Regions from separate parts of the Rattus norvegicus genome. Here region 1 is linked to region 2. A link is a contact called in public Hi-C data. All regions are on one chromosome and are shown on one strand. Each heading gives the region's core, a stretch centred on a gene start, on an enhancer-like site or on the middle of the called end of the contact. The rest is flanking DNA. Distances are from core to core; before and after follow the strand shown. Region 1 holds the start of Vegfa (vascular endothelial growth factor A). Region 2 overlaps Rsph9 (radial spoke head component 9).

What was found. A called contact is a pair of places that touch in the nucleus more often than the background predicts.
Region 1: a Hi-C map of liver shows a contact between it and region 2, with 4 times the contacts expected there. The contact joins the promoter of Vegfa here to the enhancer-like site in region 2. A contact is called at or near these places in 12 of 12 Hi-C or Micro-C datasets (the A7r5 cell line, the Rat2 cell line, Schwann cells and 7 more).

What each region holds. Positions count from the first base shown.
Region 1 is chr9:22,450,435-22,456,623 of GRCr8, reverse strand. Vegfa (vascular endothelial growth factor A) reads right to left here and starts at 3,770. Exons shown (of 8, transcript NM_031836.3): 1 at 2,691-3,770. The coding sequence starts at 3,293.
Region 2 is chr9:22,346,518-22,352,540 of GRCr8, reverse strand. Rsph9 (radial spoke head component 9) reads right to left here. Exons shown (of 5, transcript NM_001108205.2): 5 at 2,026-2,254. The coding sequence ends at 2,094. It overlaps Mrps18a (mitochondrial ribosomal protein S18A), which reads left to right. Exons shown (of 6, transcript NM_198756.2): 6 at 1,280-1,654. The coding sequence ends at 1,424. Among named protein-coding and RNA genes, the nearest start is that of Rsph9, 12 kb to the right of the region's middle. Within about 2 kb of position 4,735, at least 3 of the 93 cell types and tissues checked have an H3K27ac peak or open chromatin away from gene starts, as enhancers often do. A contact at or near this core is called in liver, where this site is marked.

The DNA of each region.
Region 1 (6,189 bases), core at 2,521-5,020, 110 kb before region 2:
CTTCAATTCTGAGCCCGTGAAAGTTAAAGACTAACCAGGTGTGAGGGAGCTCACAATGTAGGAGGAAAATACCAGAATCCTGCTTGACCCAGGCCCCCAGCCCCGTCCTGTTCTTGTCCTGTCCCTTTTCCCATTGCCCTCGATTCCCTGGTCCCAAGCCATGGGTAAGCATTAAGGTCAAATAGGACAAATTTGGACTGGGGCAGGAAGGAAAGACTGGGGGCGAGAAAAACAACGTGGTGACCTTCTCCTGCTGACATGACAAATACCAGGGTTAGCTCGAGTCGAAGAGAGATGCAGAGGACAGAAGGGCACCAACTACCCTCCCCCATCTGAACTCTTCCCAGGCCTGGGGAATAGTCAGCATACCCACAGGTTGCTCAAGGGGTGAAAAGCTGGGAGGAAGCTCCTAAGGAAGGGAGAGTCCCATTCTCCTCCCACCCCAGGTCCCAGGTCTGCCCAGGTCCCGATTGCAGCTTCCAAAGCCTGGCTAGCCTCCCACTCCCACATCCCGGAGCCTCTCACCTGGGCAGGGCACTTTGCTTAAATGTACCCAGGGAAGCTTTCTCCTCAGTTCTGCCAGGGGGTCCTTTGCCCCACCCTGAGCCCTCCAACCTTCCTCATCCCCACCAGTTCCTCTCTCCCCTCCCCAGAACCTCTGAAGGTCACCAAGAAGGCCCTGTGGCCCTGACGTGGCAAGCAAGCCAAGGCTCCTGGCCTTCCTGAGGGTCTCCTGTTGCTACAACTCCCCATCCACCTGCTTCACACCAACCTGGACCTCCAACTGCCCCAGAGGGACAGACTCCCACCCTTGGTCTGTCTCTGTCTCTTTTTCCTAAGAGCAATCCATCCAGGGCCCTCAGCCTTGCCACCAGGGCCAAGGTCAGAGGTGGCCCTTCTCAAGACATAGCCTCCCACTGCAGCTGCCCCAGGTTGGTCCTGGATTCTGCACTTCATCAGGCCCTCAAATACCCCCTCAATAGCCTCATGACATTCTCCTTCCTCCTCTGTCTAGACCCCAGTGGAGAAAGGAAACAGAAACTTTGAACCCCTTCCCAGATGGGGAGGTTCTAGGCAGGGACTGGCCAGGTGTCCTTCTCTGGGGGCCTCTGAAGGTCACACTGTGGCCAAGCACTCCTGCCCTCCTCCCCACATGAAGGCCCAGAACCAAGGCCTTTGTGCCAGGGTCTGGGGACCTCTGGATGGTGGCAGGGACACCTGCCCTTCTCCTTCCTTCTGCCTCCTTTCCAAGAAGGCTCTATAGCTGAGAATTAGAGGAAACGAGCATCAAAGGACCCTTTAGTAGGCAAATTGGGTGGGTAAGTTCAGAGTTAAACCACCTGCTCTCTGGGCATCAGGCTTTGCCAGGACAAAGTGTGTGTGAGATACTGACAAGGGATCCTGTCAAAGGAGTAGGAAAGGGCTGGTTCCAGGCTGCCCCTGTCTTAGCAAATATCAAGTCATGTTTCCAAAACGGGGGAAATAGGGTGATGTCAGTCCACCCTTCGTTGACCGCCCCCCCCCCAAAAAAAAGGTGAAACACAGCTAACTGGAGCTGCTAGGAGGAGAGGGAAGCACACCTTCACCAACTCAAAACTTAGGTCAGCGTTTCCACAAAGAACCCGAGGGTGGGCCCCAACACCCCCACGTCTGACAGTCACCGTCCTTTTCCTGGGCCCTGGGGCCAGGAAGGGTCCGATGAGTCTTCGCAAGGAAAAGGAAAATATAAAAGGGTGGGAAGGGCTTTTCTGCACACCAGGCAGGAAATGGGGGAAAGGGGGAAGGGGCGTCGGGTAATTCTGCCTAGAGCAAGGCACGGGTAGAAGTTGGGAACGGAGGAAAGGGGTATGGGAGTTTCTCCCGGTCCCGGAGCTGGGGATACCTCCAGAGGTCACCTTCCTCGCGGAGGGCCGGTGGGGGAGGGGCGCCGCTTGTCGCCCGGGTCTCCGGGCTCCAGCAGCCGCGGCTCCGGGAACACGAGGCCGGCCAGGCCCGGGCTGATGTAATCGGCTCTGCGCCGCGCGCGCCCGGCCAGGCGGGGGAGGGCGGGCACCGCGCGGGACGCGAGCGGGGACGGGAGGGGGTGGCGCGGCGCAGGTGGCCCAACAAGCTAGAGGGGTGGGAGAGGGTCCCCGCAGTAATCCATCCTAAAACTTTCCCCAAACTCACTGCAAAGGCCGAAGAGACCGAATGGCAGTGACAGCAAAGCCCCCTCGGTCGCCGGCGCCCTGCCCCCTCCACGATCTCTGCCCTCCCCCGGTCCAAGGTCCGAGCACCCCCAGGCATGCCCGCTGGGCTCCGGACTCCCGCCCCCTCTGCCCGGACTTCCAGTTCTCCCGGGACCCGCGACCCAGAGCAAACTTCTGCCGCCAGCTCGGGCGCAAGCCCAGCCCCCTCAGCCTCCTCCTCTGGCTCCCGCCCTCCGCTGCTCGGCCCAGATCGTACGTGCGGTGACTCTGGTGGGTGGGCAGGGCCCGCGTGGGCGGCGAGACTATCCTGGCGCCCTCCCACCTAGCGCGCACCCCCTCCCCCTCCACGTACGACGACAGAGGGGGACGCCTCGCGCCCGGTGCCCAAGGACCCGCGTGGGGCACGAAGCCCCCCACGCGCGCGCTCGCACGCACGCACGTCCCCAAGCGGGAGAGGCGCTCGCCATGGCCCGGCGACACCAGGCGGGCACGACCGCTTACCTTGGCATGGTGGAGGTACAGCAGTAAAGCCAGGGTCCAGTGCACCCAAGAGAGCAGAAAGTTCATGGTTTCAGAGGCCCGTCCGGGGCCGGCGCGGCTCGCGCTCCCTCTCCGGCTCGGACTGCGAGGCAGCCCGCTCTCTTGCGCGCCTTGGCGGGCTCCTCTCCCTTCTGGAACCGAGGCCCGGGCCGGGGCCTGGGGCGCGCGCGCGGCTGGAGCACTGTCTGCGCACACCGCCGCCTCACCCGTCCATGAGCCCGGCTCCCGAGAGCCGAGCGCCCACTGCGGCCCCCTCTCCTCTTCCTTCTCTTTCTCCCCTCTCTTCTCGGGCCCCGGCTTCTCCAGGCCCGAGCTAGCACTTCTCCCAGCTCCGATCGGTTTGCCTCCTGCGGCGCAGACCACGGCTACTCCGGAGAGAGAAGAGCCCAGAAGTTGGACGAAAAGTTTCCGTGCAATCCCGCGAGCCCCGACCCCCTCCACCCCGCCTCCGGGCGCGGGCTTCGGCTCCTGCTCGCGGCTCGCCGCCGCGTCCACCGTCGGCTGCCCGCCGGCGAGGAGGTGGGCGCTGGGGCTGGGGGCGGTGTCTGTCTGTCTGTCCGTCAGCGCGACTGGTCCGATGAAAGATCCCAAGGGGGAGGGCTCACGCCGCGCTCTGGCGGTCACCCCCAAAAGCAGGTCAGTCACTTTGCCCCTGTCCCTCTCTCTGTTCGCTCGCCAGCGCGCTCTCTGACCGGTCTCTCTCTCTCTCTCTCTTCCTTGACTTCTCTCTGGAGCTCCTGCTACCTCTTTCCTCTGCTGATTTCCAAAATCCGAAGTAATTTGAGGGAGTGAAGGAGCAACCTCTCCAAACCGTTGGCACGATTTAAGAGGGGAATAGGAAGCAAAAATAAATTAAAGCGTAAAACAATACAGTTTAAGAAAAAAAAAAGAGGTTTGAATATCAAATCCCAGAGCACAGACTCCCTGGCTGATGAGTCCGTTGAATAGTCTGCCTTGTCGCTGCGTCTCGCGACAGAGCTCCGCTGCCGCCGCTCAGCTCGCCCCCAGCGCCGCGGCCTCGCTGCAGCTCGGCTGCCCCAAGCCTCTGCGCTTCTCACCGGTAACAGCGGTGGAAAAAAAAGGAAATCTGGCCCCGCCCCCAAAGGCCCCGCCCCAGGCCCGCCCCGGGGGCGAGGCCAGGCCGAACCAGGCACCGCCTTTCAGAAGCCCCTAGGCCACTACTGCGAAATAGAAATCTAAACCCCTTACCAGGGTCCATAGCCTGAGAATTATCTGTCCACCCCTTCAAACTTGGCTCGGGGACACACTGGGAATCCCAGGGTGTTGGGAATCAGGGGAGACAGGAGAGTGAGGGCAATTTCCTTTCCCAGGAATGTAGGAGAAAGTGGGGGGGGGGGGAGGCGGAGAGCTGGCAAGGACGTATGGGGAGACGGACACCCGGAGTGACCCCTGGTCTTCTCCCCTACCTCACAAACACACTATACCCAGACACACACGCACATGCACGCACGCACTCACATTGACACACGCGTCCTTCCTCACGCAGACTCGGCTCGCCCAAGTTCACGATCTCCCCGTGATGGCCGAGCGCCCCCTAGTGACTACATTATGCACACCCCAACTCTGGCTCAAATGGCACGGGTCTTGGACAGGGGGTGAGAGTTGACTGTTGAGCACCGCAGGCTTTGACTTCCCAAATAGTTGCGTGTTTCTAACACCCACCCCCCAACAGTTGCTTGTTTGACCTCGGAAACAGAAACTCTAGGATTATATATGGGGCGGGGGGCTACGTGGAAGGCAAGTATGCTTATCTGAGCTCTTGTCTGATCTTCATACATAAGGAACTAGGGCCCTGGGGTGAATGGGATTCCCTGGGAAGTTTCCAGAGAGGCTTCTCTGGAGAGGATATGGCATCAAATGTGTGACACTGAGAACGGGAAGCCGAGCAGTTAGTCAGTGGCCCGGAGGGAGACGACCTGTGGAAGCCCACGTATGCACTGTGGAGTCTGGCAGAGCCCTGAGGGAGAGACAGCTGGGCAGACAGAAGCCCTTGTTCCTCCTGATCACACCCCCCACACACAAACACCCAGATGTTGCCAGGGAACTAAGGCCAGTGTGCCAATGGGGGCAGAAGCAGGCCAGGCCTGCGTGGTGATTCAAACCTACCCTAGCATTCAGAAACGTAGTTAGGCCAGCTGCCCAGCGCTGCCACCAACTCCGGGTAGGATGGGAGTAGAGGTAAGGCTCCCTCAGTTCTAGCCTAGGCTCACAGTTCATCTTCTAAACAGAGTTCAGGGTTGTACTCTGCCCCCTCCCATTCTACCTAGGACCCTTGGCCATTTCTCTATGCTTGTACACTTAGCCTGTGTGGCTCTGTCCCCTCCCTTTCCACAAAGTCCCCTTCACCTCCTCGTGTCTTCCTTAAGAGCTCCCCAAAGCCCCCACCTCCAGCCCACCCTTGGATATAGGAACCAGCCTGGAAAAATTCCTGGTTGGGCTTTGGCCCAGCTGCTCCTAGGCTCCCCTGGGAACAAGAGGGGGCTCTGATACCTGTGGGAAGAGAGGGACCAACCAGTCCCAGCCCTCACCCAGGTCTGCTGAGCTTCTGAGAAAGGGAGCCAACAGTCTTCCTACTGGTCCCCCGAAAAGGTTACTCCACCATCTCCATCCCTCTGCACACAGTACTGAGGCTCCGTGGGATGCTGGTACCTGTTGGGAACCCCAATTTCAATGGAGCAATGTTATGAGGATCTTATGAGGAAAAAAGCCACCCCATCCCATCTGGCCTATCATAGCTGCCCTGAGTCACCTCCCGGATGGCTCTCTTTTAGCAGGGAGAGTAGTTAGTAAATGCTTACGGGCCCAGAGCCCTCCCATGGGTTTCCTCACCTGATCTATAATCTATGCAGCTAAGAGGCACTGGAAAGGAAAGCTACCAAATGCCTGTCCTTAACATCCCAAGAGCACCAGATGTAGCGCCGTGTCAGGGAGCCCCTGTCCCTCATCACGGTATAACAGAGGCTGTGGACACGTAAGGCTCCCAATGCTCTACTCTTCAGTCACTCTCATCTCTACCTTCTACAGCAGTGGTTCTCAGCCCCCCAACACTTTCACAGGGGTCGCATATCAAATACCCTGCATATCAGTTATTTACAGAAGAGGGACTCAGTAAAGGATCCCGAGGTTTGGAGGAAAACGAAGAAGCTTTGAGGAGGGGAAGGGTTAGTTAGCTACCTATAACTTCATGGCTTTAGCTTCCTCCTATCCCAAGACAGCCGTGATATCTATATGTATATGTGTAGTATATGTGTAGTATACATATAGTATATGTATAGTGTATTATACATGTAGCATATGTATGTATAAGGCGTGATACCACCATATAAGGTTCCCAGAGGAGTCCGAACAATGACACTTCAGATTTCCCTTTCCAAAGCACCAAAGCTATGCTAAGATTGGGGCTTGGCCTGAAGGGTTTTGAGAAACCCGTATCAGGGTA
Region 2 (6,023 bases), core at 3,486-5,985:
GGCTGGTTCAGGAAAACATGAGTTGTAGCTCGAGCTGAGACGTCCACAGAGAGCTGGTTGGATGCCCCCAGCCTGCCTCGGTTAGCTGGCTGCTCCATGTGGCACTGACGCAGCCGAGACTAACTAGAGGAGAGCTGAGGAGAGCTCTGGAGAGTGGTCAGCTGGGGTCTTCTGAAGCCCTTGAGTCCTGGTGAACACCCTAGGTCATGGGCCTCTTCATAAACCCCGTCTTCACCTCTCCCTCTGGGGACTGGGAGGGGCCAGCAAAAGGGCCAGCTGGTGGTGAAGGAACTTATGCCGGACTAAACTGCTGTCCTAGAACAGCTGACCATAGAAATAGCAGCCCTGTGCAGGCAGTACCCAGAACAGTGTTAGTGTCTCCAGCCAACTGGGGTGGGCCTCATCTTCACCTCCAGTGCCCACACACAGGTACAGGATGGGCTCGCATTGCACTCCCTCTTCATGAGGCGAACAGCTGAAGACCAAGGTCCAAAGGAACGTGATGGGAAGGCGTGAATCAGCAACCCTTGTCAGCCAGAGATGTCAGCCAAAAAATAATTTTAATTTCTGCCAGGAATACTCGCTTTTAAAGTAATACTTGAAGGCTTCTAGAGGCCTTGCATAGAACACAGGAGGACCCCTGGCCTATGTGGCTGAACTCTGAGTATGAAGGATGGGCCTTCCTGATCAGGAGCCAGGTTTCATTATGAACAGAGTAAACCCCAGTCTTGGTGCTATGATCCACCCTTCCAGGAACAGTCAGAGCCTAGGCTGTCCCCAGAGGAGTCCCGACGGCCGTGGGCGGCTTCCATCTTTCCCTGCCCCTCCCACTTACAGAAACCTGCTGGACTGGAGTGCGCTGCTCTGTTCATCCCTTGCTTCCTACTGGGGGAGGCGGGCTCCTGCCACAGTCGCAGTGCCCTGGGAAGCTCACTGGGGGCTAGGGTGTCTATGCCACATTCCTGTCTCTAGCTTCAGGCCAGAGACCTCCTGTCCAAGCAGCCTCCTCTCTGCCTTCTGCCTGCAGTGCAGATCACACTGACGACTCTTAAAGAGCAAGGGAGCCGGGTCTAGGCTGCCTGGCCCTGCCTGAGCCCTGACCACACACTTGTAGCAGCGAGAGCCCAGCCCATCTGTTTACAAAACAGCCGTGTCCCCCGCACCCCCAAATGCTTTGCCTTCTGAGAAAGGAAAACTGGTGAGGGAGGCTGCACCCAGCCCCAGGGGACAGTGACCGTCTCCTGCCCCATCAGGCAACCTCTTTGTGTTCTCACTACAGCTATCTGACTCGCTGGGCTCCCAAGTCCGTCAAGCCAATCTACAAGAAAGGCCACCCTTGGAACAAGGTGGGTATGGCCGTGGGATCACCTCTCCTGAAAGACAATGTCCGCTACTCCAGAAGGCCTCTGAAGCTGATGCACTAATGGGAGGGATACTGCTGAAGATCCTGACTAGAACCTTCCAGAAGATGTGCTTGCCCCTCCTGCCAGAACCACTGTCCTCCACAAACAGGGCAGGGATGTTGGAACTTACTTCTGTTCCTTAGATCTGCCCAGCTGCAGCGTTGGGAGCCAGAGGCAGCCAGGAGCTGGATCTCCTGGTCACTGTTCTGATGACTGGCTGTGGCCGAGGTCGGAGCAGGAAACTTACCCAAGGAAATATAAATAAAGCAGGCTCTTGGCCTCCCCATGTGGTCAGTGCTTAGAAGTGTGGGGCCCGTGCAGCGTGCGGACCTGCTTATTGGGCCCTGTCAGTGTCAGTGCCACGCAGGGCCCATGGTCCAGCACTGTAGGTGGAGGCCGAGTGATGATCAGTTACAAGCAGCTTTTGTTGACTCTGGGAACTCGAGCAGGCTCCTAACCACCCCTTCCATCCATCTCCACACGAACATAGAACATACTCGGTGCCTCCCTCATTAGCTTATTCCAGGCCTCTGCCTCCTGGTTAGGAATTGCATTTCCTGGCCTTTCAGAGCCGGCTGACTAAATGCCAGAGGGACAAAATGACAAAAATCAGGACAGAACAAGCAGACCCAATGGTTGAACTTTATGAAACAGTGTTTCGACTTCTCATAAATATCCAGCCTGCCCCTCCTACAGCATGAAGGGCAGGTCCATGTTCTTCTCGCCTGTGCCCACATAGATGTAGCCGTAGTTCTTGGAGCGGGGAGCGTGGTAGAAGGTGAGGCCTGGCCAGAGCAGGCTGCGCAGTACCACCAGCGCGTTGCCCCTTTCCATCTGGATGCTCCAAGAGCCTAGAGGGAACAGACAGTCGAGGGCTGGCATAAAAGCTGCTGTAGTCCCAATTGCCACGCGCTCATGACACGGAGGACAGAGATGAGCCATCAAGCTAGGACTTAGAGGGCCCACAGATGGCATGGCTCCTTTTCCTTGCTCCAGAGTAAATCACTGACCTTGAGCCTCTGCTCTAGGTTGAGACAACCAGAGGCTCAAGCTGAAGTTGGGCCACTTCAGGCCTCCACCTCAGTGGTCTTCCCAAGTACTGGTGGGTGGAGCCATGCCCGGGGCGGGGGGGGGGGGGGGGGGGAGTCTGCCCCATGCTACTCTAGACCAGGCTGAGCTGTGCAGCCAGGATGACTTGGCTGGAAGGGCCAGATCCAGCTCCAAGGGAGGGAGCCGCTGTGTGGGAGGAAGGAGCCTGGGAAAATCGCCTCTGGATGCAGATCTGGGCTTCTATTCCCCTGCGCACCGAGGCCTCTCCCCCAAACCAGCCACAGCCCTGCTCTGGGCCCTGCCAGGAAGGCAAATAACTTTTGAAGGTTTTGGTACAGGACCAACCAGTTATGCTTGGGGGGGGCTGTTCTGGAGCCTTCATCAGCTGCCAACTCAGCCCCGGTGCTGGCTCCCACCACTGAGCTTCCTGCAGCCTACCTCCAGCCATGGCCCACCCTGGTCACTCCACACCCAGCAGTCCCACGACTCAATCCCCACCCTCCAGGGCCACCCCGCAGCAGAGCTGCTCACCCCGGGTAACTAGCTGCCTGCCAGGTCAGACCAGAGCTTTCTGGAAGCACGGAGGTCTGCTGCCCCGGTCCTGACTCAGCCGTGCACGGGACAGTGAGTGAAGGCTACACCATGGGCTCACTGCTTGCTCTGGTCCACAGTGCACCGTCAAGGAAGACTCGGAACATCCAGGCAAACAGGCCCTGGCTGGTACAACACTTGCTGACAGCTGTTCTTTGGGCACCTGAGGACCTTGGTGGCTTTCTTGGTCCCAAGTCTTCAGGCAACATTGCTTGAGGGGAGATGAGGATGAAGTGTGACAGAGCAGTGTCCCGGGACCCCTGTGTTTGATCCTTGACAACAAACACACCCAGAAATACACAGTTCTCCAGCCTTAGTCACACTACCACGGCCCAGAGCATCATTTGGACAGCTTTCTACAGAGACCTAACCCCTCCTTGCCCTTGGAGCCCGCAGCTCCACAGCCTCTGTGAGATAAGCAAGAGCAGACTCTGATTGCTCTGCCCACCCAGGGAGGCTGCCTTGCAGCTTCCCTCACCCAAGCACTGGCGGGGGAAAACAGCCTAGGGTCTACCTCGAACCCCACTGCAGCCAGATATCCATCCATTCAGTCAACAGCGTGGAGGCAGGGGGGCCCTCAGACCAGCATGTCTGCTCACCTCTTGCTTTGAGTAGATGGGGAGCATAGCCCAAGCCTAGCAACATGGGTAAACTGTGAGGAAGTAAAAACCATAAGCCAAGGAGGACGGGCCAAGCAGGCCAAAGGGTGCTAGCTGAGTTGTGGATGCCAGGGGCCAGCCTCTCTGCCTTTTTGTGCATTTCCACCATGCTCCTGTCCTCTCAGCCTCCCTTGTTCAGTCTGCTCATCATCCAGAGGACTCTGACTCTGATGCACATGCATGCACACGTGCGCACACACACTCTCCTCTCAGTGTGTCAGCTGACACTATGTATCTGTCACCTCTATCTCAACTGTGAACATGGAAACACTAGTCCCTTACAGCTGTGGTGGCCTTTGAAGAAATACTCTGGTGGTTCAGTTCACAGCCCGAGGTCTCCTCAGACTTGGCTTCCTCTCCAGAATACCTATGCTCTCAGACTGGGGAGAGGATCAGCCCTGGAACTCAGCCCCTGACCTATGCAGTCGGCAGGACATCCTCCTGGGTTTGCTAGTGCCAGGGTCTTACCCACTTCTCCAGTGTGGGGCCCTAGGCTGGAGTGGACTTCATTCTCCGGCCACCCAGGAAGAAAGGCTAACGTAAGGGAGAGTAAGGGTCAGGCTCAGACCAGGTTGTCGAGGGGCAGCAGGTAGCCTAAGCCTCAACCCCTAGACTTCATCACACTGAGCAATAGCCAGGAAGACTGGGTAGATGGCTCAGCAGCTAAGAGCACTGGCTGCTCTTTTAGAGGACTCAGGTTTGACTCCCAGCACCCACATGATGGCTCAGAACCATCTTAACACCAGTACCACAGTGGCCTCCATGGGCACCAGGCATACATGTGGTAAACAGATGTACATGCAAACAAAACACCCATACACATAAAATGAAATAAAAAATGACTTCAGGTCCCTGATGGGAGAAGCCACCATTCCCTTTCCCACAAGATAGAGTCAACCTTCCCAGAGGTTGGGGACAGAAAAAAAGATACCCCTGGTATCAGCCTCCCATATAAGCAGTGGGGTAGGGACAGGGTAGGAGCCATCTGTGTGCACCCCCATAAGGTTGATCCCACATTGTCCATTCTCTTCTGGCTCCCTGTTCTCACTCCACCAAAGGTCCCTTCCTTCTAGCCACCATCTCTACAGCAGCTTTTAAAGGTCAACTTCCTGGCTGCAGGACTCTTGCTGCCCTCTGCTGCCCAAACTGGGCATTGCACTGAGTGCTCTCTTTTTGGGACCCCAACCTGGACTTTTCTGTCAGCTCCACCCTGGCCACCTGCTGCCTCTGCTGCCTACTCCTCTGTCCCCCACCCCACCCCGACATCTTCCAGTATAACGTCTGCTTTTCAGCCTCTCTTGGCTGCTCTCAAACCTTCCTGATACAAGAGAGTTGTCTTTCTCATTCCAAGGGCACCAGGAGAGCTTGGCACGCAGCAGCTGCTCCATGCTCTGCTGACAGAGCAAAAGGTTAAGTACTGAATGGCAGAGTCCCAGTGAGGAATCTGGCTGCCCAACCTGCTGCTCCACCTGTCTTCCTGTGCAAGCCCACAGTCAGAGAAGTCTTAGCACCCATCAGCAGGGTGATCTTCCCAGGGATCCATCCTAGGGCATCGCATCGCCAGGAAGCTGGCCTCAGGCAATCTCTCTCTCCCTTCTCCTCCACCAATGCTGGTTCAGAGAGAGGCTGTGAGCTCTGGGCTTATCTCTGTGGGCACAGGGAGCAGGAGGCCCCAGGACAAGGCCTACTTCAACCACACCTGCTCAGAGGTGACCTAAGCCATCTTAAGTGACTGCTTCAGACTCAGAAAGCAATGTCCCTCTCTAGAAAGAGCTAATGGACAACTCCACTGCTCTTCGCCCATCCCCACTCTGCACAAGTCATCACCAAGCCATCTGCCAGGCAGGAGAGCCACCCAGCAGCTCATCCAGCTCGCTCACTACAAGAGTGTCCAGAGGGTCTGATAAGGGAGAGCCATCCCAGCCCTAGTCATTTTCCTTCTGTTGCCAATTGGTCCCAGAAGCCACCTACCTACCACTATAAGCCCACACTCAAGGTAACTTGGTTCAGGTGCCTCTGTGTGGTGGAACCCAGCTGCACAGGGCCATCATCCCTAACACTGTTAGTGGCCCTAGGACAGGAACCTGAGGGCTTGCATGCCCTTTTCTAGTCACCTGTGCACATTGCCTTCGATCATGGGCCTTCCTTTAAGCTTTCCCAACTCTTCCTACCTACACTTTCCAGGAACTCCTGGGCTTGGAAACATTATATATATATATATATATATATATATATATATATATCTCACATATATATATGTGTGTGTGTATATATATGTGTGTGTTTGTGTATATGTATGTGTATATATGTGTGTGTGTTT